Linked DNA regions of Mus musculus: regions 1, 2, 3, 5, 6 and 7 are each linked to region 4. Evidence: chromatin contacts called from public promoter capture Hi-C data. All regions are on one chromosome and are shown on one strand. The core of a region is the stretch at or near the end of the contact, and the rest is flanking DNA. Distances in the headings are between cores, read along the strand shown.

What was found. Promoter capture Hi-C pulls out the DNA fragments that hold promoters and counts their contacts.
Region 1: a contact with region 4 is called in a promoter capture Hi-C map of hippocampal neurons, with 6 times the contacts expected there. The contact joins the enhancer-like site here to the promoter of Glrb in region 4. A contact is called at or near these places in 15 of 39 promoter capture datasets (the 3T3-L1 cell line, cranial neural crest, embryonic stem cells and 7 more), 1 of 15 datasets of contacts at CTCF or cohesin (large pre-B cells), 3 of 484 Hi-C or Micro-C datasets (cerebral cortex, embryonic stem cells and neural progenitor cells), 1 of 115 datasets of contacts at active chromatin or transcription factors (stem cell-derived neural progenitor cells) and 1 of 9 other capture datasets (adipose tissue).
Region 2: a contact with region 4 is called in a promoter capture Hi-C map of hippocampal neurons, with 16 times the contacts expected there. The contact joins the enhancer-like site here to the promoter of Glrb in region 4. A contact is called at or near these places in 12 of 39 promoter capture datasets (the 3T3-L1 cell line, cranial neural crest, embryonic stem cells and 6 more), 4 of 484 Hi-C or Micro-C datasets (bone marrow-derived macrophages, cerebral cortex and cortical neurons), 3 of 115 datasets of contacts at active chromatin or transcription factors (embryonic limb bud, forebrain and large pre-B cells) and 2 of 9 other capture datasets (liver and macrophages).
Region 3: a promoter capture Hi-C map of second pharyngeal arch cranial neural crest shows a contact between it and region 4, with 4 times the contacts expected there. The contact joins the enhancer-like site here to the promoter of Glrb in region 4. A contact is called at or near these places in 19 of 39 promoter capture datasets (the 3T3-L1 cell line, 3T3-L1-derived adipocytes, the C10 cell line and 12 more), 1 of 484 Hi-C or Micro-C datasets (bone marrow-derived macrophages) and 3 of 9 other capture datasets (adipose tissue, liver and macrophages).
Region 5: a promoter capture Hi-C map of hippocampal neurons shows a contact between it and region 4, with 5 times the contacts expected there. The contact joins the enhancer-like site here to the promoter of Glrb in region 4. A contact is called at or near these places in 18 of 39 promoter capture datasets (the C10 cell line, the HPC-7 cell line, cranial neural crest and 10 more) and 3 of 9 other capture datasets (adipose tissue, liver and macrophages).
Region 6: a contact with region 4 is called in a promoter capture Hi-C map of hippocampal neurons, with 1.7 times the contacts expected there. The contact joins the enhancer-like site here to the promoter of Glrb in region 4. A contact is called at or near these places in 4 of 39 promoter capture datasets (cranial neural crest, embryonic stem cells, hippocampal neurons and 1 more) and 1 of 9 other capture datasets (adipose tissue).
Region 7: a promoter capture Hi-C map of second pharyngeal arch cranial neural crest shows a contact between it and region 4, with 2.6 times the contacts expected there. The contact joins the enhancer-like site here to the promoter of Glrb in region 4. A contact is called at or near these places in 10 of 39 promoter capture datasets (the 3T3-L1 cell line, embryonic stem cells, hippocampal neurons and 4 more) and 2 of 9 other capture datasets (adipose tissue and liver).

The regions. Positions count from the first base shown.
Region 1 is chr3:80,078,681-80,082,349 of GRCm38.p6, forward strand. No RefSeq gene overlaps it. Among named protein-coding and RNA genes, the nearest start is that of Gm36569, 190 kb to the left of the region's middle. Within about 2 kb of position 1,266, at least 48 of the 459 cell types and tissues checked have an H3K27ac peak or open chromatin away from gene starts, as enhancers often do. A contact at or near this core is called in cerebral cortex and hippocampal neurons, where this site is marked.
Region 2 is chr3:81,780,757-81,784,306 of GRCm38.p6, forward strand. No RefSeq gene overlaps it. Among named protein-coding and RNA genes, the nearest start is that of A830029E22Rik, 19 kb to the right of the region's middle. Within about 2 kb of position 1,890, at least 126 of the 459 cell types and tissues checked have an H3K27ac peak or open chromatin away from gene starts, as enhancers often do. A contact at or near this core is called in bone marrow-derived macrophages, cerebral cortex, cortical neurons and 4 more, where this site is marked.
Region 3 is chr3:81,759,571-81,762,861 of GRCm38.p6, forward strand. No RefSeq gene overlaps it. Among named protein-coding and RNA genes, the nearest start is that of A830029E22Rik, 41 kb to the right of the region's middle. Within about 2 kb of position 1,406, at least 49 of the 459 cell types and tissues checked have an H3K27ac peak or open chromatin away from gene starts, as enhancers often do. A contact at or near this core is called in second pharyngeal arch cranial neural crest, where this site is marked.
Region 4 is chr3:80,911,640-80,915,097 of GRCm38.p6, forward strand. It overlaps Glrb (glycine receptor, beta subunit), which reads right to left and starts at 2,021. Exons shown (of 10, transcript NM_010298.6): 1 at 1,878-2,021; 2 at 329-479. The coding sequence starts at 450.
Region 5 is chr3:81,833,563-81,837,165 of GRCm38.p6, forward strand. No RefSeq gene overlaps it. Among named protein-coding and RNA genes, the nearest start is that of A830029E22Rik, 33 kb to the left of the region's middle. Within about 2 kb of position 1,934, at least 56 of the 459 cell types and tissues checked have an H3K27ac peak or open chromatin away from gene starts, as enhancers often do. A contact at or near this core is called in embryonic stem cells, hippocampal neurons, neural stem cells and 1 more, where this site is marked.
Region 6 is chr3:80,203,054-80,206,711 of GRCm38.p6, forward strand. No RefSeq gene overlaps it. Among named protein-coding and RNA genes, the nearest start is that of Gm36569, 320 kb to the left of the region's middle. Within about 2 kb of position 2,143, at least 20 of the 459 cell types and tissues checked have an H3K27ac peak or open chromatin away from gene starts, as enhancers often do. A contact at or near this core is called in hippocampal neurons, where this site is marked.
Region 7 is chr3:81,612,244-81,615,457 of GRCm38.p6, forward strand. No RefSeq gene overlaps it. Among named protein-coding and RNA genes, the nearest start is that of Gm52636, 16 kb to the right of the region's middle. Within about 2 kb of position 1,923, at least 1 of the 459 cell types and tissues checked has an H3K27ac peak or open chromatin away from gene starts, as enhancers often do. A contact at or near this core is called in second pharyngeal arch cranial neural crest, where this site is marked.

The sequences.
Region 1 (3,669 bases), core at 16-2,515, 830 kb before region 4:
TGGTCTGTGCCATCACTCCTGTCTATCTTGTGTTGCAAGAAACTTTCTGAAATGCTCACATATCTGGGGGACTAAGTTTCTGGGAGCAGGTAGCATAGTTCTGAATGTGAAAAGGTCCTTGTTCTCCTTTTAATGTTAAGTCCACTGAGTTTAGATCAGTGCAACTATGAAATGAAGGTAACCTTTACAACTTCTTATAGCTTATGGCTGCCCACCCCCATTCTTTCTATTATCTGCTGAAAATAAAAGCCTGAAGGTGGAGATCTATATTGCTTTTAAGAGCATATTGACGCACTGAGCTGGAAATGGCAGTGCTTTTAATAAGGTACCAATGACACAAATACTATCAAAATGTTAGTTTTGTGGTCCTTTACTTAGAGCAGTGTGGTGTTTTGGTAAATAATATTTAAACTCAGAGCAGTAATTAAGTTACATGACCATGCCTCATGACAGTCTGTTAATATTCTCTTCATTATGGAATTTGGCCTTCAGTGTCCAAAGGGGAACAAGGAGTCACCATCAAATTTGCTAATAAGGGATTAAGTAGAAACTTGACAGCTGCTAATCAACTGGCCGTGCCTTTTGGGTGTTGCTGGAAGTCATATCGAAACTGTTTTATTCCCTTATTAGTGCTGGGGTGAAAGGGGATACTAGGTATGTTCTCTGCCTCTGAGTCCCAAGTCCAGCCTGTCTCTGTCTCTGTCTCTGTCTCTGTCTCTGTCTCTGTCTCTCCTCTCCTCTGTCTCTCTCTCTCTCTCTCGCACCCCCTCCCACTCCTCCATTCTGTCTCACAGTTGTATTTGAACTTTTGACCCTCCTGTCTCAGCCTCCTGAATAGGTAAGATCCCAGTCCTGCATGGTGCTAAGTCAAAGTGGCTCCAACTTTATGGAGATAGTCAATTTGCATAGGAGTTTCTTAGAGAGAGACTAATATTCTCTAAGGTTTACCAAGTACATCAGTCTCTGACTTGGTCCAATTTAGCTTGTGGATTTAGCATGCCGATTAAATCTGAGGAGAGAATTTAGTTACCAAGTTTTTCTTTTCGAATCATTTCGAATTTTAAGTATACACATTTTGCAAGTCCTTCTTTTACAGACAGCTTTAGGTTGGATGCTGAAGGAGAGAGAGGATAACAGAAACGAGAAAAAGCTAAAGGGATGTGTAAGGAATAGAAGAAGGCTAAAAAGCTGAAGAACGGCAGAGAGGTTAGTGAGAGGGGAAAAAAAAAACAAAAAAACAAAAAAACAGAGAGTACGGAGTACAGGCTCTGCGCCACTAGAGGGCAGGGCAGCACTGGGTAGAACGCCATCTTTAGCAAGTTCTTCCCCCTCTAAAAAGAAACCTGGGGCTGAAAATGAGAAAGGGAAGAGGGAAGGCATGGAGGAAATTAGGAACGAAGGGAGTGCAGTTGGGTGTAAGACAAGTTTCTTTTCAGATTCAAGCACGAGAGCAAGAGGAAGAGAGGAAGGATCATTTTTCTGTACCCTGACAAGACTTAAAGTGAATGTTTCCCAGCACCTGAAAGGCAGGGACTGAAAGACTACCATTTGTTGCTCACCTAAGGATTTTCCCCCTCTTCTTCCCGGAAATGCTCAATCTTAACAATAGATCTTTCCAAGAACTGTCTGGGAAGTATAAATAGCTGGCTGCAGCTACAGTTTGAGATTTTGACGTTGCTGTCTATTTCTTCTGCTTCTGGTTTTTACAGAGGATTTTTTTTTTTCTCCCAAGTCTCCGTCCGACGCAGCCAACTGAAACAATGTTTTTTTTCCTTTTTCTTTTTTCCCTAGACAAGTAATTTAAAGACCTAACATTTTCCTCTACAGGGAGGGCGTCGACAATAGCAACTCATTGTTTTTAAGTGATTTCATTTAAATCCACATAAAACAAGATGAAGTACGTCACAATGACCCCCTCCTCTTTTTAAGGTTATAACCTATTTTAATGACTGCTTTGATATACGTCGCATGGCATCTTAAAAATTCAGAAACGGATGTCTCTGAATTTAGATTTAGAATCAAGATATGCAGCTTTTAGTACAACATGCTTTTGAGAGAATTGTAAAGATGGCGTCTTGTTAGGGCTTAACAAGAGACGAGCTAAAAAGGCTCCACTGTTCAGTGGAAATAGCTTGCTCCCATCTTCAGTATCTAAAAACTGCGTGTGTGTTTTATTCAATCATTACTTAAAAATTAAGACACTGTTGGGGACCAGAGATAAAATGTGTCTGGAATGTTTTTGGTGAATGTTTCAAGACTGAGAGAAAGTCCTTTTAGAAAGGAATTTGACTATAGGTGGCTCTTGCTTTAAATAGTAGCTGTACCCTCTGAAACATATCTGTCAATTGATTTTTTTCTAAATGGAATTATGTTTTTTTATTGACTCATGAAAATTTCAGAAGTGCTTTTTATTATTTTCCAGTGATATCTACATTTAGCTTTGAGGTTTTTCTTCCTTGCAAGTAAACAATATGAAAACATTCCCAGAAGCGCAATGTTTGTAAAATGTAGGCCTCGGTTTCAGTTGTCTGCAAACAGTTTCTCTGTTCTTTATGTGTTTCAGTCAGGGATTGAATTTTTGGGCAAAGCTAAGCCATTGCTGTGTGTAAACATAGGTCTTGGTTATCGTAGCATTCAGACTGCTCTCAGGCCACTTTTAAAGACACATAAGCCATCATTTCCAGGCCTCACTTCCAGTCTTCAGTGTGATGTAACAGCTGTCTCTTGTTTAGTAGAGGAAATGTCTGAGAGGAAAAACAGTTCCCGAGTTATCCTGTCTACAGACAGCTCTTCCACTATCATTTCCTCATTAGCTGAGAAGCGTGGCAGCATGACTTTGTCGGGAAAGAACAACGATGCTCTTTTCCTGCGACCAGGGAATTTAGAGCTGGGGAAGACGCTTCTTCAAGGCTACCAGGTTTGTTTTAAATTCATAAAATAACCCATTCCCTAAAAGAAGAATGGTAGAATGTCAAAGCTGTTCAGTAAAACACAACTATTTAAACCAAGTGTCAGGTGGGTAGTTAGTTACTCTGGAGACTTTTCTCCCAAAAGAATTTGGAATACACTAACACTAGGTATGAAAAAAGTAAATAAACAAAGAATGAGAAATATATCTTTCATCACGTTTACATGCAGATAAAATCAACTTAAGCACAGAACATGGATAATTTGTAAATGTCAATTTCTTTAAAAAGTGAATCTAAATTTTATGAATTTAAAAATTTGTCACATAGCTTGTGTGTACTACCCCTAGATTAAAATGGCCAAATGTTGACTACAGTCATCATAGAACCAAAGCTGAGCCAATTAGGATTTACCAGTCTTCTTTCTTTCTTCATACAACTGTCTCAGCATGGTAGTAAAGGTTCTTCATCCCAGCTAAGAAGGTAGGGGCATATGGAACTCTGTGAGTTCAAGATCTGCCTGTGTCTACACAGTGAGTTCCAGGACAGACAGGGCTACCTAGTGAAACTCTATCTCAAAAGACAAAAAACAAAATAAAACAACAACAAAAAAATTCAAAGATTGTGTTTTGTGAGAGATTCCCAATAAATTAACACAGCCAAAATTGAGGAGTTATTGTTTAAATTTATTTGAGAGGCTACTAGTAAGATATTAATTTTACTATCATTACTTCTGTTATTATTTCTATGGATAAAACATGCT
Region 2 (3,550 bases), core at 640-3,139, 870 kb after region 4:
GTCTTAGGATCCCGTGTGGAATCCTGTGTGGGCCCTTGCGGGTGTCAGGCGACTCCACTGGCAAGGTACCCTGGGACTGGAGTGGAGCGGAAGGGGCTTGTGCCCCAGGTCAGGCTCAGGTAGTCTGCTTCCCTATTTCCAGCGGTCTCAGGTTCCGCGTGATTGGATTGGGGCAGGCGCTGTGTTCCACTCACCAGAGGTCTTATGATCCCGTGTGGAATCCTGTGTGGGCCCGTGCGGGTGTCAGGCGAGTCCGCTGGCAAGGTACCTCGGGGCTGGAGTGGAGTGGAAGGGGCTTGTGCCCCAGGTCAGGCCCCAGGTAGTCTGCCACCCTATTTCCCGCGGTCTCAGGTTCCGCGTGATTGGATTGGGGCAGGCGCTGTGTTCCACTCACCAGAGGTCTTAGGATCCCATGGGGAATCCTGTGTGGGCCCTTGCGGGTGTTGGGCAAGTCCGCTGGCAAGGTACCTCGGGGCTCGAGTCTTATTTTTTCTTTCTACTGAAAATATTTTTGTTATTTTCATGTAATATATCCTAATTATGGTTTTCCTTCTCCAAACAGTCCCAGATCCTCCCTATATCCCTACCTACCCACATCCACATCCTTTCTTGCTCCCTCTCAATAGAAAATAAATTAGCATTAAAATAACAACAATAACCTGAACAAAAACAAACACAAGAAAAATTCACAAGAAGAACAAAGAAAACTCAAAAGAAACATATATTGATGTAGAGACAAACACACTGGCAAACACAGAAATCTCATAAAAACACAAAATCAGATACCAAGTTATATAAACAAAATGCCTACAAGGAAAGGGAAAAAGAAAGAAAGAAAAATGAAAAATAAAATGCTCAGACACATGGAGAAACAAAACCAAATCCAAACAACAACAACAATAACAAAAACCCTCCAAAACTACAATGGGATTTGGCCTGGCCTTAAAAGTGGTTTGTATGCCCAATTAGACACCTTTGGAGACAACTAATTTTCATTATGAGTGGTTATCAATTAGTTATAGCTTCTGGGTTGGAAATGTCAGCTGGACTGCTGGGCATGGTGTCACACGTCTTTAATCCCAGCACTCAGGAGGCAGAGGCAGGCAGATTTCTGAGTTCCAGGCCAGCCTGGTCTACAAAGTGAGTTCCAGGACAGCCAGGGCTACGCAGAGAAACCCTGTCTCGAAAAAGAAACAAAGAAAGAAAGAAAGAAAGAAAGAAAGAAAGAAAGAAAGAAAGAAAGAAGGAGGGAGGGAGGGAGGGAGGGAGGGAGGGAGGGAGGAAGGAAGGAAGGAAGGAAGGAAGGAAGGAAGGAAGGAAGGAAGGAAGGAAGAAGGAAATGTCCGCTGGAAACACAGACGTTATTAAAAAGCGAATTATACAAACTCATAGGTACACATATTTGAATCAGAAGCATCACTCATGGGAAACGTTAAGTTTTGCGTGATTGTGTTTTTTGGCTACCATCTGTTCTTCGAGTTATTTCTGTGTGTGGGATTCACACATCAAAAGTTCTATACAAGGATGCAGTCTTAACACTGTATTCAACGTTGTGCCTGTTCGTTTCCAACAACAGTAAGCTTCACCAGAGAAGCTATATTAGCAAAACTGGCAAACACTAGAAACGGGGCAACCTCCCCTGGAAGGCCAGCCAATGGTCTCTGCTCTGAGCTCATTACTAACTCTTCTCTGGATATACAGTTTTTCAGAACTCTGGATGTACTTTCTCAGTCCCTTTACTAAGTAATTTCTAGATAATTAAACTGATCAAATGATTGTCAGCAACAGGTTTATGAGTACAAGGAAATGCCAAACAAGTAAAGAACTGTGAACAGAAGGCCCTCTCCTGGCGCAGTCCGCATAGTTTTATTCTAATGGGTCATAGTGACTGTAGTGACATGTCTTCTCCCTAGTCCCCAAACTATCACATCACATGGTAAGCTACATGAGGCCCCTGGTTTAGTTCCTTGCGATTCAGAGATGTATAGCAAATAAAGGCTCTTTAAATTATGAATTCTTGTCTCATCCTTGATCTCATTGGGAAACAGATAGAGCAGAGTAGATTTCACTGGAGAAACTCGATATTACGGAGACAATAAGCTATGAGGAATAACTCTAAAGATGTAGTGATAGCATTTAAAGGACGTTGGGCTGCCCACAGGAAGGGCAAACTTGGTCAGGAAAATCCCCTGTTCCATTAGGCCTGAGGCTTGTTTGGGAGGGAGTGGTTACAGCTCCCGGGATGGCAGAAGGGGCTACTGGGGTTTCTGGGTCGAAGCTGGTCCACACTCAGCAGACAGGAAGGAAATGAGCCAGCCTGCTGGGTGCGGGCATTCAGCCCATTAAGCAAAGCCACAGAGGAAGTCCTGGTGCTGCTAACGACTCTAAGCCTGGAGCATTCAGTATCAGTACGCTTCAAGTACAACTTTCTGAAGGTGATCATAGGGCTTGATGTGAGCCTATGAGGTCACCGCGTCCACTGGGTACGTGGCTGGATAAAAAAGCCACCACATGTTCTCACCACACACCCACATCATGTACGGAATAATGCAGCAGAAGCCAGAAGGGTAACGCCAAAGCAAAACTGCTCAGAGGAAAAGCATAAAAGAGAGGAAGAAAGAAAGAAAAAAAAAAAAAATCCCTTTTTTTTCTTCAGCGTGTCTCTTGCGCCCTCTATTGGCAAAGTAGATATCTTGCGGCGTTTACAGAGTTGTTTTGTGTTTGGAAGTGAAATTGGCAGTGTTCTCTCTCGATCCTCACTAGGGGGTCTTGGCTGACACATTTGTAAAGTTAGTCCCTCCATTTTGAAATGGTATTTTTCCTTGTCATCTTGCCCTATCAAATTTGTAAGTCGGAAATTCAGCGTTCCCTTGATGACTCTCCAGCGACTTTCTCCATAGCAAACATCTGCCTCAAATAAACTCTCCTTTTTTCTGTCAACCTCAAACTTATGTCATTATCTGTCCTATGAACGACTATATTTATTCCTTGTGAAAAAAGAGATAAGTGCCTGTAGTTCATGAGACATTTCACTTGGCATTTCAGGTAGATAGATATAATCTGTTTATGTTATTATAATTTAAACTGCACTGTAGAGGTAGAATAACAGCTCTGTCAATTAGAAACATTAGGAATTCCATACAAAAATATTGAAATAATATGATAGTCATGATAAAAATAATGATCACAACAAAAACATTCTTAATAGGAAATTGCTTATAACCTGTCAGTAAGATTAAAACTAGGTAGAGGCTCTCAGGGGTTATCACTTCCAAACAGGGGGGAAAACAATCTCTGAAGTCAAAAGTAAAAATCATTTAAGGCTGTGAAAATTATCTTAAGAATAATAAACATGTGTTTGGAGGGAAGAGGGTCTGTAAAGCCATCCAACCCATGGACCATATTAAGACTCAGAAAACATATTAAAGATGTAGGTATTTTCCGCAAGATCTTTGATATTATTTCCAGTGGTTCCTCGTCTGGCTCCCTTTTGTGAATCTTTTCTGCTAAGCCTCTAATCCAAATCTTGTTCTCCAGGTCTCCTTTTCTA
Region 3 (3,291 bases), core at 156-2,655, 850 kb after region 4:
GGAGGAATCATGTGGTGGGTTGTTGAAAAGAGGACATAGAGGAACAGGTCTGGAATTGGAGGGCATTTGGGAGATAATGTGAAGACATAGTGCAGTTGAAACTCCCTGGAATCTATGAGGGCGATGCTAAAGAAGACTACTAATAATAGAGGATACAGAGCCTGTACTGTCCCTCTCCTGTACCCAGACAAGGGTTATAGCAGTGTCACTGGGACAAAAACCTACCCACAAACCCTTCCACCTGCAATCTGACCTTCCTTTAAGATGTGCTGAGGTAATGGTGGACAGAACTTCTAAGTGTAGCCAACCAATGACTTATCTACTTTGAGGCCCACGTAGCCTTCATTGTCAGGAACTGGAGGCTGGGATCAGAGACTTAGGGTAGATCCAAATATGACTGACAAAAACAAAACAATCCACAACAAAAATGAAATGATTCCTAATGAGGATGTTCTGCTATAATTATGGATTGGTGTCTAATGTCCTCATCAGAAAGGCTTCCTCTGTCAGCTGATGGGTGCAGATGCAGAGACTTACAGCCAAACATTGAGGGTTCATGGGAGAGTGAGCACAGGTTGCAGATCTCTATCTTGGAGCTCAGGGAACCAGTAAGTGAATGAGGAGGAGGAGGAATTGTGAGAGTCAGCAGTGGCAAGGACACAGGGAGTTCATAACCTGCGGGATCAACTAAGCGGGGTCCATGGGGGTTCATAGAGACTGCTATGGCTGTCACGGAGCTGCTTTGTGCATGGATCTGAGCTAGGCCCTCTGCATACGTGTAACGATTGGTGGCATGGTGTCTTTTGACACGTGACAGTGAGAGTGAGGTGTCTCTGATTCTCTCGCCTCCTCTTGGGACTTTTTGTTCTACTAGGTTCCCTCGTTCAGCTTTGATGTGAAGGTTTGTGCCTGGTCTTATTGTATCTTAATGTGCTTTGTGGAATCTGCCATACTGTAGATTGACTCTCAATCATCCCTAGGAGGCCTGCTCTTTTCTGGGTGTAGACAACTGGGGTGGGGAAACTAAGAGAGAAGGAGGTGGGGCATGGGGCAGGGAAAAGCAGACAGATGGAAAGCTGCACTCAAGTATGAAAGAAGAATAAATTTAAAAAATTAAAATTTTGATTGGAAAAGACTGACATTTAAAGTAAGACATCGATATTGCCAGTATGTAGGTTCATACACAGAACATTCAGAGAAAATTACCAGAAAACTCTGTCATCTAAAGCTTCTTTGAATGCTAATACTCTATTCTGCTCTTCAGCGTAGATTCTCACGCGTGCCTTACAGAAATAGTAGCTTTATAACAAAATAACTTTATAACAAACTTGCAAACTGATTAGTCTAGAATGCTGTCACATAGTGAGAAAGATATTTGCATGAGAGCTAGACTCCAGCTTTGTGAAGTTGCTTTAGGAACACTTGAATAATGAATGTGCTTGGGATAATCTGTGCTTGCTAGAGGTGAGCAGAAGCTTGCTTCAGTTTCAGCTGCCACATTCTACTCGAAAGTGAAAGCTGATTTGCATGCTGGCTATGAGCTGTGGATCTTGCACAGACTGCCTAACAAACCAGTAAAAGCACACTAAACAAAACCACCTGGCTGACTTTCATGATGTCACTAGTTCACTGTGGGAGCTCAGAGCTCTTTATAAGCACTCTGCTGCCTTCCGAGAAATTAAGCTACATAAACTACATCCTGAGTGTGGTGCTTACCCAGGAGAGTCAATTAACTATCAAAAGGTACTGAGTAATATTAGGCCACCATTTAGTAATGCATAACGTAACTGCAGAAGTTTTACGGAAATAAACAGACCCCTGGGCTTAGAACCTGTATTAACCATATGGTAACCAAGTACTTCCAGTAAGTATATATCACAATGAGATAACTTCAGAATATTAATAACCATCAAATGTATTACCTCTGTATGTAATACTCATGCTAAAATTTTATTCTAGTAGAAAGATGGTCACATTCTAGAATATCTGCATGGCAATGCAGGGTACATTTTACACACAAATATAGTCTTCAAATGTACAATATTAATACAGTTATAAGATAGGAATGTAGATAGTTAAAAACCAAAAAAACATGAAATTGAATATTAAATATGTGTAAAAACAATACTAAAATGTCATTATCTAGGTATGATGGCAGTTTTTTCAAGCTTTATTTTTGTTTCTCTCTCTCTGTCTCTCTGTCTCTCTCTCTCTCTCTCTCTCTCTCTCTCTCTCTCTCTCTCTCTCTCTCTCTCTCTCTGTGTGTGTGTGTGTGTGTGTTTGTGTGTGTGTGTGTGTGTGTGTGTGTGTGCCATGTTATGCAGGTCCATGGAGTCTAGCACATAGTGTCAGGCCCCCTGGAGCTGGAGTTACAGGCAATTGTGAATTCCCCAACATGGGTCCCGGGAACTGAACTTGGGTCTTCTGGAAGAATAGCAAGCATTTTTAAAAGCTGACCTATCTCTCCAGCTCGAGATGACAATTTTAAAACACAATAATAGTTTATTTATTATTTTTATTTATTATTAAAATAAAACTAGTATATCTTAAAGTTATTTTCATTATAAAATGGCTGTATAGATATAGGGAGAAGAGATTTGGTTTTGGTTTAAAGTGATAGGGTCTTACTTTGTAGCAAAAGCTGACCTAGTATTCAGTATGTGGCTCATCCTGGACCACACTCATAGCATTTCTGTTTCTTCTGTAGCCTGAATATGAGGGTCAGGGTGTGAGCTACCGTACATGGATGAATATCCATAAAAAGAAACTCGGCACCAAATACAGCATCGAATACCAATAATATCTGCGTAATGTTAAAAAGAAAATTTGTGGTTACATACAATATGAACATCAGAAACTAATAGCATCTGTGTAATATTAAACAGACAAGCAGTAGTTACACACAACGTGAAAATACACAGTACACCGTCTCTATTACCAGGGCTTCTCAAACTGAAGGTAATTATAGATGTCTTCAGGTAGGTTTTCATTAAATCTACATTCACTTGAGCATAGTAATGATTCTGCTTTCTTGAACACACAAGTTCTTAAAAGGTATAAGACTACATGGAAATCAATGTGATTTTAATTGGTAAAATATTGCAGATTTGTTTCTAGAGTAGTTTAAGATATTTAACCTCAGTCTTTATTAGGCCTCCCCAGAGTCTCACTGCATGAATATATTTACTTATGAAATCTCACAGTAATTGGCATCTAGGATATTTCTGTGATTTTTGTTTTCAGATAGCTAACAATATTGGAATACATAATGTCTGTGTCCATGCAACAGGA
Region 4 (3,458 bases), core at 771-3,270:
TAAAATCTACCCTTTGAACTTGTATTTGCTCAAAGCATGGGCCCACAGCATCCAATTAAAGTTGCATATCTGGTCAAATAAAGCTATAATAACTTGTTTCGCTTTTGTAAATGATATGGAAAGGTGTATTACAAAGCTTCCTTTACCAACAGGAAGCCACCATCACATTTCAAACATCTGTCTACTCTGACATCTTGCAAACAGGACACAGTAGGTGCATGAGTGGATGCAAACAGTGCTGTAGGTGGGCATTTTTATAACCGGTCTGGTTTTCTAACAAAAGCAGCAACATCGCTCTGCAGAAGGATATACGATGTGAGGAACGTACGATGGGCACAAGTACTGCTTCTTTTTCCCCTTCCCTTTCTTGGAAGACTTTTCTTTAGCACAAGCGTCTTCAAACAACAAGGACATTAAAATAAAAAAGGAGATTGCCAACGAAAACTTCATCTTGAAAACGGAAGTTTCAGCAGCTCAATCTAGGAGAGAAAACAAGAAGGTATTCACACTTAGGGAGCATGTGATAAGCCTGTGACTTCCCTTTAAGGAGCTTCTCATGATGGCTACCCAACGGGCAATCGTATCTCAAATCCTACATCACTGAACGTTTGAGTGTCCTTTATATAGCAGGAAAGCCTATTTATAGTCATGGTGAGACTCAGTTCAAGTAAAGATATAGAGAAAACCAGGTTCTAGTAACAGACAATTGGAGATTGTACAATTTCCAAATCTGGGATTATATGAAATTAAAATTTGGCATTAAGTTGGAGAGTATTTCAAAATAGGTTCATACCTGTAAGGATACTTAACCCACTGTTAAAATGGTTCACTCTAGCTAGAACACTTGATGTCAAATTTTAAAATGTAGGTTGTATGGATTTCTATGCTTTTTTTTTTTTTTCAAAAAAAAATCACTAACGGACTTAATTCAAAGGAAAGCAACAAACAGAAAGGTAAAGGAAGACTGGCATGAAACACTCTAAACTCACTGCTTGTAAAATATCATTAAATTTGCATGCTACTTTGTACCCTAAAAATGCCATGCAGTAAGTTGACTTGTTAGTTTTCCCATTCGTGTGGGAACTCTTGTACCAGTCATCTTCAAAAGATAGTTCTGAGTAATAGTAAAGAAACAAAACTGGAAGTGTGCTTCAGATAATGTTCCTACCTACAAATTAACATCACTGCCTATGCCCAGAAGAGAATATCCTTGCCAAAGTACAATAAACAATACAGCAAACCCTCAAGCATTTACTAACAGCAGAATAGCTAAAAACAAACAACAACAAAAAACAAAACAAAACATCAACAACAAAAAAACCCTCTTCTGTGTGCTTTGTTTTCAGATCATAAAATTGTTTTCTGCAAACTGAGACCTAAACGCCCAATTCCCATCCCACTCTGTTATCTGGAGCACCAGTGTCCTGTATTTACCCGCCCCCTCTTCTCAGGTTCACCCCATATTTATCCTATACACCCCCAAAGCAGGCCCAAAGGGCATGTCACTAGGTCCTTCACCCGCAGCCACCTCTACCACTCTGGGATGAGAGTCCCAGTACTGCAATAGGTCTGTCCCCACTTGGCTCACAGCCCCTTATCCTCCTGGAGCGATGCTAGCTGCTACAGCCGGGCTCCCGCGCGACCCTTGTCCGCAAGGCTCTGTGGCTTTCCAGAACGGCCGGCCGCTGCAGGGCCAGGTGAGCCTCCCCACAGCACCCCAGGGCCCTCGGCGCCTCTGGTCCCCAAACCCCGGCCCCGGCCCCCGCGGGCATCGGACACTGCGTCTTGCACCGAGCCCGCCTCGGGCCCCAGCTCGGCCCCGCCGCAGTGCGCAGACCCGAAGCCCGCGCCGCAGGGAGCTCGCCGCCAGGCCTTACCGCACGCGCCCCTCAGCCCTCCGCCGAGGTGACGGCGGCGCAGGTGGCGGGCGCAGAGGCAGCTGCGACCAGCGAGTCCCGCCGCCGCCCGCGCCACCGCCGCCACCGCCGCCGCCGCCGAGTTTGACGCGCCTGCTCCGCCCCTGAGCGTGCGCCGTGGCGCGCCGCGGACAACTGCGGGGACCGCGGGCGGCGGAGGTCGCCACCGAGAGGGACGAGACGCTGCACGGTGGTGGTGGGGACGGGGATAAGGGAGGGAGAAGGGACCTTAGGGCTCTTTGGAGGGCATCATCGCAGGACCCCAGCGGGAGACTGTTAGAAAAGGAGCTAAAATAAAGGAGCAGGGCTCAAGAGGAGGTTTGTGGCACTAACTACATGATGTGGGACAGCAGTTGGCCTTCCTGAACCAAAGTGGACGAGATTCCTGTGGTTTCATCATCTTCTCTTTCTGCCTTCTATCTTAATGTCGGAATGATAATTCCAATTTCTGAAGTCTGATCTTTCTACTCAGGCTTCATGTGGTCAGAATCATTACAGTAGTATAGCATACATAGTGCAAGGAATGCTGCTCCTAACATTGGTTGCACAGTTGACATTGAGCACAACAGGGTCCCTTCATAGTGTCGCCACTGACCCTCAGTGTGTCTAGACAACTGTACATCCTTCTCAATTTTATAGACGGTGAAATTGAAATTCATGCCATTAAGAGATTCAATCACCTGGAGTTTACAGATCTTAAAAGAGATTTAGCAGTGATTTTGCATGGCAGTGCCAGTTAGTTTTTGCCTTTTGGTACTAAACTACTCTAGCTTTCATTTCCATAGTTAAGAAACAACTTCTTTTAAACTTAAGCACCCTACCCATTCCTTTAAGACCCCACAGGAGTTCATTCCCTCTCTTCATACAATTTCCCTTTCTGTGGGAAAATTGATGCCCCTTGCTTCTGTCGAATAAACGCAGTTTTGTTTGCTGAGGTCAGACTGTATCTCGGAATCCCATCTGCTTTCCTCAAGCTACTGCTGGAATATTATTATGCCCGTGCCTCCATGCCCACCTGATAATAACTCTTAAGGGAAGCCTAGCAGATTTGAACCCAAGTGAGCATGGTCCAGCCTTGTATGTAGAAGAGCAGATGTTCCACTAATTCATGTATAGGCCTGTTAAACATGAGAGAGGGGCATTCCCTCCACCCAGACACTGTCTTTCAGCTCCACAAAGCTTTCTGTGTCACAAGGGCAGCAATAACTAGGAAGCAATCCTTATTTCCATTGCTAAGTCACAGCTGCCTTGTTTTAAAGCTTCACTAAATAGAACAGCATGCCTTTTTTAATTATATCAAAACATGACCACACATTTTATTTTATTTTATTTTTATGTTTTGGATTTGTCAATTTGGTATCTCTTTCACATTTTTAAATATTTATTTATTTTTAACTGTCTTCATTAATTAAACTAATAAAATTTATTTTAAAATATACAATTCAGTATTTACATTTTTAAATCATCAAAATAATTTATAATAGTTAAATGCCTCTTAAATATACATGATATCTTCTGAAGCTAAAAGTAACACGCACTCAA
Region 5 (3,603 bases), core at 684-3,183, 920 kb after region 4:
TAATTATTGTACCAAGAAAGAGAAGAAACTATGGACTTCAGGCTTTAGATGTCAACATTTTATCAAAAGTGATGATAAAATCGGGCAGAAACAAACTAGATTCTTTAAGTTGGAACAACAAAAGTCTAGGTTATCGTATCTTGAGGATAAATCATCTTCTAATCTCAGCCATGAGAATTATACCATATATTACCCCTGCAACAAGCTTTGTTCAAATTTCAGACCTGTCTCCTTTATTAGCTATGTGACTTTAGAATGGACAATTCAAAGATTCCATTTTCTCATGCTGATGGTACAAAGTGTGCATAGAATATTTACAAAGTTTTCTCTTTTTTTTCTCAGTGTGACCTCTGACTCTGAAAGAGCACCTATCCTTCCTTTCTTCTGATTGTCTCCTCCATCCTTAAAATTCTGAGAAGACTAGAAAATTAAACTGATTTTAGCAAAGTTAAGTTTGAATACTTCAATATATATTGGGTCTCTATGCTGAGTGTTTCTAAGAGTACAAGTTGTTTAGTACCTCAAGGAGATGGAGAAAGAAGAGCAGGGGAAGAGAATAAAGAGGACACACTAAAGAAACAAAGAACTAAGCAACAAATACCACCTCACTACAGGGATCCTAATCCCCAGTCTTACAGAATTTCTTCCCCCTCTTCAGCAATGATCCCTGAGCCTTCGGGAGAGGTTGAGTGATACTGATGTGTCATTTAGAGTTGGTTGCTTTACTGTAGGTTTAATAGTAGTGGGTTTCTCTTTATTAATCTCCATCTACTGGATCAAAAGGGAGCTTCTCTGATGAGGGTTTAGAGAGGCATTAATCACTGAAGAGTTAAGACTTTACAGGTTAGTTTATTACTGTATCTATTGACAACACCATTGCACACACGAATTCACAGTTCACAGACAACCTGCACAAGGTCAAGAGAGATAAAGTCCAAGCATGAATGGAGGATGAGCTACAAAACATTTACAGTTTTCAAGGCTAAAATCATGTTTAGACCTATTTCCAGTTAAAATGACAGCTCCTACACATGCATGCAAATAATATTATATGGACTGAGTTGGATATAAATACAATTCACTTATATGGATTTACGTTATATATATAAATATGGATGTAAATTTTACCTATAACATATATAAAAACATATTTATACATATAAGAACATATTTGTAACCTATATTACATATATAAATATATAATATAAAAATATATAAAAACAATTAAAGGAAAAGAAGCTATGGATTTGAGAGAGAAAAGAGGTTGATGGGAGTTGTTAGAGGATGAAAGAGGAAAGGAAAATAATATAATTATACTTTAATCCAAAAATTATTAATTTTAAAAGTGTCCTGTAGAACCAGCTGCTATTATGCATGGGAGAATATTTTATCATATGACGTTGGTGAAGGAGTATGGCAAGATATATATTTTTCAGCTCAGGTATGGGCAAGCAAAAAGCAAACAAGCAAGGTTGTATAAAATGACAATGTAAACAACTCAAAGCAACTTATAAGGCTTATGTTTTGGGAAACCAAACTGTAGGATAGGAAGTTCCTTAGGTGAATGATTCAAAACTATGGTTTCAAAGAACCTTGTAGGTTGCCATGAATCTTCATTAAAATATTTTAACTTAATGGAATATATTAAACTAATCATCCAGAAATACCATGCTCTGATTCAAAGCAAAACTTGTGCATTTTCAAGACTTATTTTTTGAACAATAAAAATAAAGGTAACTTTTACTACCTTTATTTTATGTTATAGGATATATGAACTAACTCCTCGTGCCAAGCCCTACAAATCAAATGTAAATGAGGGTAAAGTGCGGGAGACAAATAGTCTCCTCCCCCCCCCCCCCTCATGTCCAGACAGTCTTGGAGAGGAGCTGTGGGTCTGTGTACCAGAGGCTTTGCACGGAGAACTCTGGCCCTGCCTGGTGTGAGAATTCCAGCGAGGGGAAGCAGTGCAGGCAGGGAGGGGAAGTCCCTTCTGCCAGTTCTGCGGCTGCAGTTGACTCCACCTTGTCTCTGCCATGCCTTCTAGGTTTAAAGATTTCTCCTTGCTGCCCTGCAAGTAGGGCTGGGCCAACAACAGACTGACCAGGCAGTGAGGAGTGCAGCAGAGCTTTAGGCAGCACTTGGGGAGAGCAGACCTTTTCCAAAATGTTACAGCTCTCAGAACAGAAGGCTCAGACGATGGAGTAGTTCTCCTACACTTTTAATCCTTCCGGATAGGATTTTTACATACAGCTTTGGTGTGGGTAAGGGTCTGAAAACAAATGCTTCTCGTTGGTTTGGTATGAGAGCTTTGGGGAAACCTTATTTGCATGTGGGAGGGCTTGGTGCTGCTCTGCGGGGGTGGGGTGGGGAGCTGTAGGAGGCTGTAGCTATGTGAGACAGCACACAGGAGACAGGAACCCAGGAGGCGTGGCTGAACATTTGTCATCCCATGCAGGTGGAAGTCTCCACCCATCTGGTCACCAGGGTTCCAGACCTTTGCTCAACCGGGGACCAGGCTGTCAGTGCACAGCCGACTGCTGCACAAGGAGCTATATCACCTGTGTTGATAATCATGTTAACTCTGAAACCAGCCTTGTAAATGTACCCTCTGCACTCACTCTCTCCAAACAAACTCTTCTCAGTTCAAGGCAGGACAGGATATGATTCTTGCGTGTCTTAAAGATGTTCCCTTTCTCTGCCCCACACCCGGCTTGTATATGGACTTCACTGCTTATTACTGTCTTCTAATTATTTCACACAAATCCCTGCCAAAACCCAGAAACGGCAGACCAAAGCTCATAAAGAATAGCGGGGGACATTTGCAGACTATGAAGGCTCACGTGAACAATTTTACTTTGTGTGTGGATGTGTTTGTGTCGATGCATGTGTATGCGTAGAAAAGTGTCCATGTGCATATCAGTCAGAGGACAACATTGCCTTCGGTTCCCTAGGCACTGTCCACCTTTTACTTGAGATAGGTCTCTCGGTGGCCTAGAAATTTGCCGAATAAGTAACAATAAGTTTCCAGGGATCCAGTGCCTCTACTTCACAAACTGTCATCTCTCCGGTGACACGTGTTTGCTGCTTTGTCTGGGGTTTTAGACAGGGTGTGGCGATCTGGACTCTGGTCCTTATACTTGCAAAGCAGGTATTCTCTCTACTGAGATGCCTTCCCAGGAGGTCTCACTTTAAAGTACATACTTTTGTCAGCTGTATTGGGTGAGGAAATTGAGTGAAACTTGATAACTTCACCCGTTCCAATATGATACTTGAAGACAAAACTGATAGAGCTTTTACAAAATCTCAACTCAAATTTCAACACCAGAAAGGAACAAACTGCACACTCTGGTCTGGTGAAGATAACATAGTTGAATTCCAAAAGAGCCGTGAGTACATAAAAACATTTTCAGCCGTCATGCTGCTTAATCTTTTGTTCCATTGTGGATATTTATATGAATTATGGTAAGCAAAGATAAGAAAAAACTTATCACAGTCATGACTTTTAGTAGAACAGTCAAGAGTTAAGTGATCATCACTGCTGTTCAGTTCTAGAACATTTTCAACATACAGAATGCAAACTCCATCCCAATTAAACAGCAATGA
Region 6 (3,658 bases), core at 893-3,392, 710 kb before region 4:
CTGTTCACTTTTCCTCTCAGCTCTGTCCCTCCCTCCCCTCTTATGATTGTTTTCTTCCCTCTTTCAAGTGGGACTGAGGCGTCCTCACTTGGGCACTTCAGCTTGTTGAACTTTTTGAGTTCTGTGGACTGTATCTTGGGTAGTCTGTACTTTTTTTTTCTTTTTTGGTTAATACCCACTTATTAGTGAGTACATACCATGCATGTCCTTTTGCCCTTTTGAATCTGAGTTACCTCACTCAGGATGATATTTTCTAGATCCACCCATTTGCCTGCAAAACTCATGCTGTCCTTGTTCTTAATAGCTGAATAGTATTCCATTGTGCAAAAGAACCACATTTTCTGTATCCATTCTTCTGTCATGGGACTTCTGGGTTGTTTCCAACTTCTGATTATCACAAATAAGGCTGCTATTAACATAGTTGTACCTAACTAATGGACAGAAGCAGCTGACCCCTGTGGTTGAATTAGGGAAAGACTGAAAGAAACTGAGGAGGATGGCAATCCTGTAGGAGGACCAGCAGTCTCAATTAATCTGGACCACCAAGATCTCTCAAACACTGGACCACCAAACAGACAGCATACACCAGCTGATAGGAGGGCCCCAACATACATACAGTAGAGGACTGTTGGGTCTGTGTTCATTCAGAGATGATGCACCTAATCCTCAAGAGACTAGAGGCCCCAGGGAGTTTAGAGGTCAGGTGGGGTGGGTGATGGGGACATCCATGTGGAGAGAGGGGTGTGGGGAAGAGGTATGGGATGTGGAGCAGTAGGAGGGTGGACGTGTGTGAGGGGGAATAAAATATGGAGTGTATAATAATAAAAAATTAATTTAACATTTTTATCTGTTTACATATGATGGAAAGCACACCTTTTCAATGAGATAAAGAGGAGAGAACAAAGGATTTGTTGTTGTTATTCTTGTTTTTTTTTTTTTTAATGAAGAGGCAGGGACTCTACAACTAATACATGGTGCATTTGTTGTGTTTCCACTGCTAACATTTGAAAGGAGAAGAGAGAAAAAGAGGAAGGTATAGAATGGAGAAGAAAAGTAAAAAGACAGAAGGCTAACCTCCAAAGAAAGTGGAGAAACAAAGATGGGAATGAAGTAAGTGAATTGGGGATGATACATAGCACAGAGCTTGGAGAAAGTTGATAAGCAAAAGAATACAATTTAGGACATAAAGATGGTTGTGGATCACAGAAGGATAATTCCTCATACCCACCAAATAATGAAACTTCTATTTAATACTGTGATTGTCCTGAGGCAACTCAGAGAAAATTAGTGCGGAATTACTAAAACAACCAAGTGTATTAGGTGAATTGTACTTTCCATAACAGAACAATTTTTCTTCCTAAAATGTCTTAAACATTTTAGGAGGTGTTTTGCTCCAGGGAGCTGAGCACGATGCTTTTTGTGAGACCTGTGCACATATCTCAGCTCTGTTACTTACTAATTTGCATAACACTTTCATTAGTCTGGTAGGATTTTTTCTTTTTTTTTTTTTTCTTTTTCTTCTCCAGATACTTGCTATCCATGCCATTGGAATAGTCTTACCTTCAAAACTGATTTTGATTTGGGCAAATATACAATACTTACTAATATAAAATATAATAAATTGTCAGTGCCAATCTTGATTGACATAATAATATTGCTTCCTTCCTGAGGTCTAGTTCCATATTCTTAATCCCCTAAAAGTTATATGATCTTTTTTATTTAAAAGCAAAGCAAGCAAGGAAACTTTCAGGTCCTTCTTGAATAAGAAATATTAAAGTTAAGCTAGACATATTTCATCAGTGAACTGGGCCTGAATCTACGTGAATGTAACCCTAAAGTCCTCAGGGAAGTCAGAGGATAAAAGTTCTGTGAACAGTTACTAATGAAAGGGTAAGCTGGGTTTGGAAAGAGGCTGTAGAATTTTGTCCTTGCAGAAGGCAGGAGAGTCAGAACCTATTGTGACATCTGTGTTGGCAGGGTCCCCAGGAACTGGCCTGGGAAAAGCACTAGATAACAAAGTAACTCACACTACTACTTAAGCAAATTACTATTTGTGGTGTTCTTTACTTAAGAATGTCTTAATATCAACTATTAAGTGTTTTCAGCATTAATAGGGAAGGGACAATTGCTAGCCTTCTGCTAAACACTCTTGCTTGCCCCAGTTCATTGTTCAGGGTCTCCAGGGAAACACCAATAGCATGGTGACAGTAGCTTTCACCCCTGCTTCTAATATAAAAGGGAATTCTTATATCACATTTAGAAGATATTTACTGCCCTTATATTTACCCTGGTATGCTTTATCAGGTCAATCACTATCCTTTTTGAAACTACTTATTAAAAATTTACCTGCATAGATCTGGAGCCAAAGTAAGAGGAAAGAAGCTGCTGCTTCACAACCCAAGCTTTTCAATAACACGGAGTGGAACGAACATTTTGTGATATTGAAACACTTACATAATTTTTGCCCACGAGACTGAACCGAGATGAGCTCATGATTCATCTGCAACATATAAACGAGTAGGAGGCATGGCTTCAAGCTCGGGAGGCTGAAGACTTCTGATGAGAAAAGCCTTAAGCCCCTGAAATGAAATATTTTGCAATTCTAATTAGAGTCAAATCACTGCAGATCTGTTAGTTGCAATTTTTATATTTGCATTTATATCTTAGACTTCTATTCAGAATAAATCCTCAGGAATTTCACCATCTTCAGATAAGGTTTTCAAATCTGCAGAAATGACCATAAGATTTAAACTATTAACTAATTGTAGGAGTTGGTACACTACCATGATAAAGTCATTATTGAGAAAAGACATTTTATTTTCCTTTAGTTAAGTGCAATTCAAGCTTATATTGTCAGTTACTGCATAAAACTTATACTCTTCTTTGGAAATACTTCAGATAGTATAATTTGTATTTTAAATTATGGTTAAGATTTAGTATTAATATAAGCAAATAAAATGTCTTATATAATATGATTTGTTCATAAGAAAGCAGTCAAGAGTTCTTCCTGGGTAGATTACTTGGTTGAGATTTTGGGTAGATTATCATTTTGTGCTTGGGGCATCTTTTCTGTTGAATGGCAACACCAATGCTCTCTAATTAAAATAAATATTATGAGAATTTGATGTGTGTATGCAATAAAAACATTTTGCAACTTTTGTATCTGATGCTCATGGAAAATATTAAAAAAGGGGTGGAAAGATTGTTAAGAACCAAAGTATCAGAATATATGATATAAGATATTGTCTTCTATATAGGATACAGAAGCTGTGTCTATGAACTCATAACAATATGGCTGCCTGAACAGGACCCAGAAGAAGGGAAATTCAGCATCTCCCTGCCCATAGATGAAGAACTACAGTTGGTCAGTGCCTGCTGTGAGAAAGTCTCAGTCTCTTCTGGAGAAGAGCTACCACTTAGGTTGTCCAATTCCAAGTGGTCAGCTCTAGACACATGTATATATGAATAACCTAGATGGATTCAGTAGGCTATATATATATATATGTGTGTGTGTGTGTGGTGTGTGTGTGTGTGTGTGTGTGTGTGTGTGTGTGTGTATGTGTGTATGTGTGTGTGTGTGTGTGTGTGTATGTGTGTGTGTGCAAATATATGTGCACAAATATACACATGTATATACATGCAATAATAATCATTAAAG
Region 7 (3,214 bases), core at 673-3,172, 700 kb after region 4:
AGGTAATGGTGAACCCCAGTGATAGAATGCTTGGCTAGGACACATCCTCAGATTGATTTCTAGCAAACTGATAGAAGGAGGTGTGGGTGGGTATAAGTGAGAGAGGAAAGCAGAGGAGGCAAGGGAGAAAAGAAAAACAAGGCAAGAGTACCAGATAGTTTCAAATGTCAGCTTGATCTAAAATAACCAGTCCCTGGGCATGAAGAACTGACTTGATTAGTTTAATTGAGGGAGAATGACCCACACATTAAAGGTGGTAGCAGTCTCTGGGCTTGGGTCAGGGGCTATGAAAGAAGAAAAAATTGAGGTCAGAGCATGCAGCCATCAGTTGCTGGTCCTTGACTATGAATACAATATGACCAGTTCGAGCTGCCAATAATGGAATGTGCCTTCAATCTGTGAACCAGAAGGAACCAACCTCTTTCTCAGTCAAATTTTGTGTAGTAGGGAATTTATCACAGTAACTGCAAAAGAAACAGAGAAGGGGAAAGGAAGAGAGGAAGAGGGCAAGGGTGGGGAAGGGGAAAGGAGGGAGGAGGAAAAGAGGAAAAAGAGTACCTAGCACACAATTTGAGAAGTCTAGTAATTCAAAGTGTTTAATTGAGTCAACATAAATCCTTCTTCATTACTGTAGATGTTTCTAGTGTTTATCCTCCTTGGGATTTTACTTCTACTTGATCAGGATGACTAAACTTTCTGAGTCTCTTTGTAGGTAACTAAGGGTGTATAAACAGATGTAGGTTCTGAAATGTTTGCATTTATGAATGTGGACACTGCCTTCTCCGTCCCTTCCTCTCTCCATACTGTGGCCATCAGGAACCCAAACTTGAATAGCATTGTCATAAAATGAGACTTTTTGCATCTCTGAATCGCATATAGACCTCTACTTTTGGAGGGTTAGACCATGCATACATCATTATATTATGTTTTTCATGTTGAGTCACTGAGAGTGGGACTTTGTGTTTTAACTTCCTGCTGTAATTGATATGTACCACAGATCTTAATCAAGACTTTATTAATTTATTCATAGATAAAAACAATGTGTCTACATAAATCAGCTTTTAATCATTTGTTTTTCTGCTTATGATTAGTGTACATACACAGTCTTAAAGGATCAAGAGAAAAGACATCTTTCACTTAGCATATGTTTGGTTCAGTCAATCCCTTTTCACATGTCAATGTTCAAGGTTTTTCTGTGCTTGCAAAATTATCATTGATCTCATGGTGAATAAGTCTTTTTAAAAGGCTGTGATATATTTCGTCTTGGAGAAGCAGGTTCTGAATTAGAGCAAATATAATCCACAATGTAACAAACCATAGACGAAGATAAATAATTTGTAAAGAATATGAAATGGTGAGCCATCCAGGCAAATGAACTTAACCCAATTAAATGTGTATCACCCAAGCGTCTCTTTCCTTCAGTATAATAACAATTAATTTTTTTATATCCAACTAAGAATAAGCTCACATTTTATCAGAACAGTGTTGGGTTCTCCTATTTTTACAATGCACTTTTCCTTGCTTTCTGAGTTCAAGGAGTAAAGTCATAGAGTCTTTAGTGTAAGAAATAATACAGAAATGCTTCTCTAAAGAAAACAGATATTTTTGGTGAGTGAAAGTTCAATTACACAAAATTATTTTTAGGCTTGACCTAGAGTGTTGGCTGTAAAAATAAAATAAAATATCCCCACTCCTTTCAAAAAGCTGTGAAGGGTGAAGGAGCAGGAACACAGTCTGCTTGATGGATGCGGTTTGTTTTTGTTTTATTTTTAATGGCAAAGACCAGGAAGGATAGGGCAGAAAGGAAGTAAAAAGAAAGAATTTAGAAATGTGTTCCTTTGATTTAAGAGGAAATGAAGAGCTCTAACTACTTACTCGCCAAACAGTGAAAAGCAAGTTTACAACTAATGGGAAACTTCCAGCATATGGTTGAAACTTTACAAAGAACGTATTGAAACAATTTCAGAAATTAGGTGAGATGTGGCCAGCATTCACATAGACTATTTTAATCTTTCACAGTAATCCTGAGACTGAAATATAGCATCTGTTCAGAACTTGAGAAAAATGACTAAATATCTCAAAAATATATTCTGATAATTATAGTGGATCACAGATTTTAATGTACACTGATTGCAAAGCTGATTACCATCCTGTTGCCAATTTTCATGCCCGATCTGGGTACTTTCCTCCTTTCAGACTTTTGAGCAAGACAGAGAACAAACTAAACAAGAATATTATTCTTTAGCCCAAAACAAGAAAAGTGAGAGGGAACTGGAAATCAGCTTCTCGACCTTTGAGAGTAAGGAGTTATCATTACCAATGAGGAGGGCTAGGCAAATAAGGAGAAAGAGAGTCAAATCTTTCTAAGATTCAAGGATCCTCCTTTGTTTGATAGTTCTTTTCACTCATTACCATAATAATTGTTAGCCCTGGAGATGTGTCACCTATTGTTCACTTGAGATTTCTTCAATTTAGAAGTCTTCTTTGCATCCTTCTGATAGATAACTCATGCCCAAAGTTTTCCTGCAGACGGACTTGACCCAAGACTTCTGGTCCATAGATATTCTGTCCTCAAAGAAAAGCAAAATTAGAATATGACAGACATGGCCGGGAATGGTGGTGCACACCTTTAATCCCAGCACTCGGGAGGCAGGCAGAGGCGCGGGGTGAAGGTGGGGGCAAGGCGATTTCTGAGTTCAAGGCCAGCCTGGTCTACAAAGTGAGTCCCATGTCAGCCAGGGCTATACAGAGAAACCCTGTCTCGAAAAACAAAAACAAAAACAAAACAAACAAAGAAAAAAGAATATGACAGACATTCATTCACTCACTTCGGTTGTACTGAGGGCCATGTGTCCTATGAGCTTCACATCTTTCCTTGGCAGCTAAATTAATTTTCTAAACAAAAGCAAATATTTACACCATTAGCTTCACATAAAAGTGCCTTTAAGCTATTGTGTCTCTTACTCTAGGTCTCTTTCTACCAACCCAAGGTTCTGGCCACAATTGTAGCCTTCCACTGCCAAGGATTACAGGGTTCCTTAAAGGAAAGCTGGGGATGGATGGCAAGGAGAGCGAGAAAAAGAATGAGCCAAGACAAAGTTCTCTGATCAAGGCTCAATGTTTTAATTCTAAGGTCTGAATATAATTGGGCAAAATGCACACACACACACACACACACACACATTGCCAGGACCTCATCAGGAAGACAAGCTCA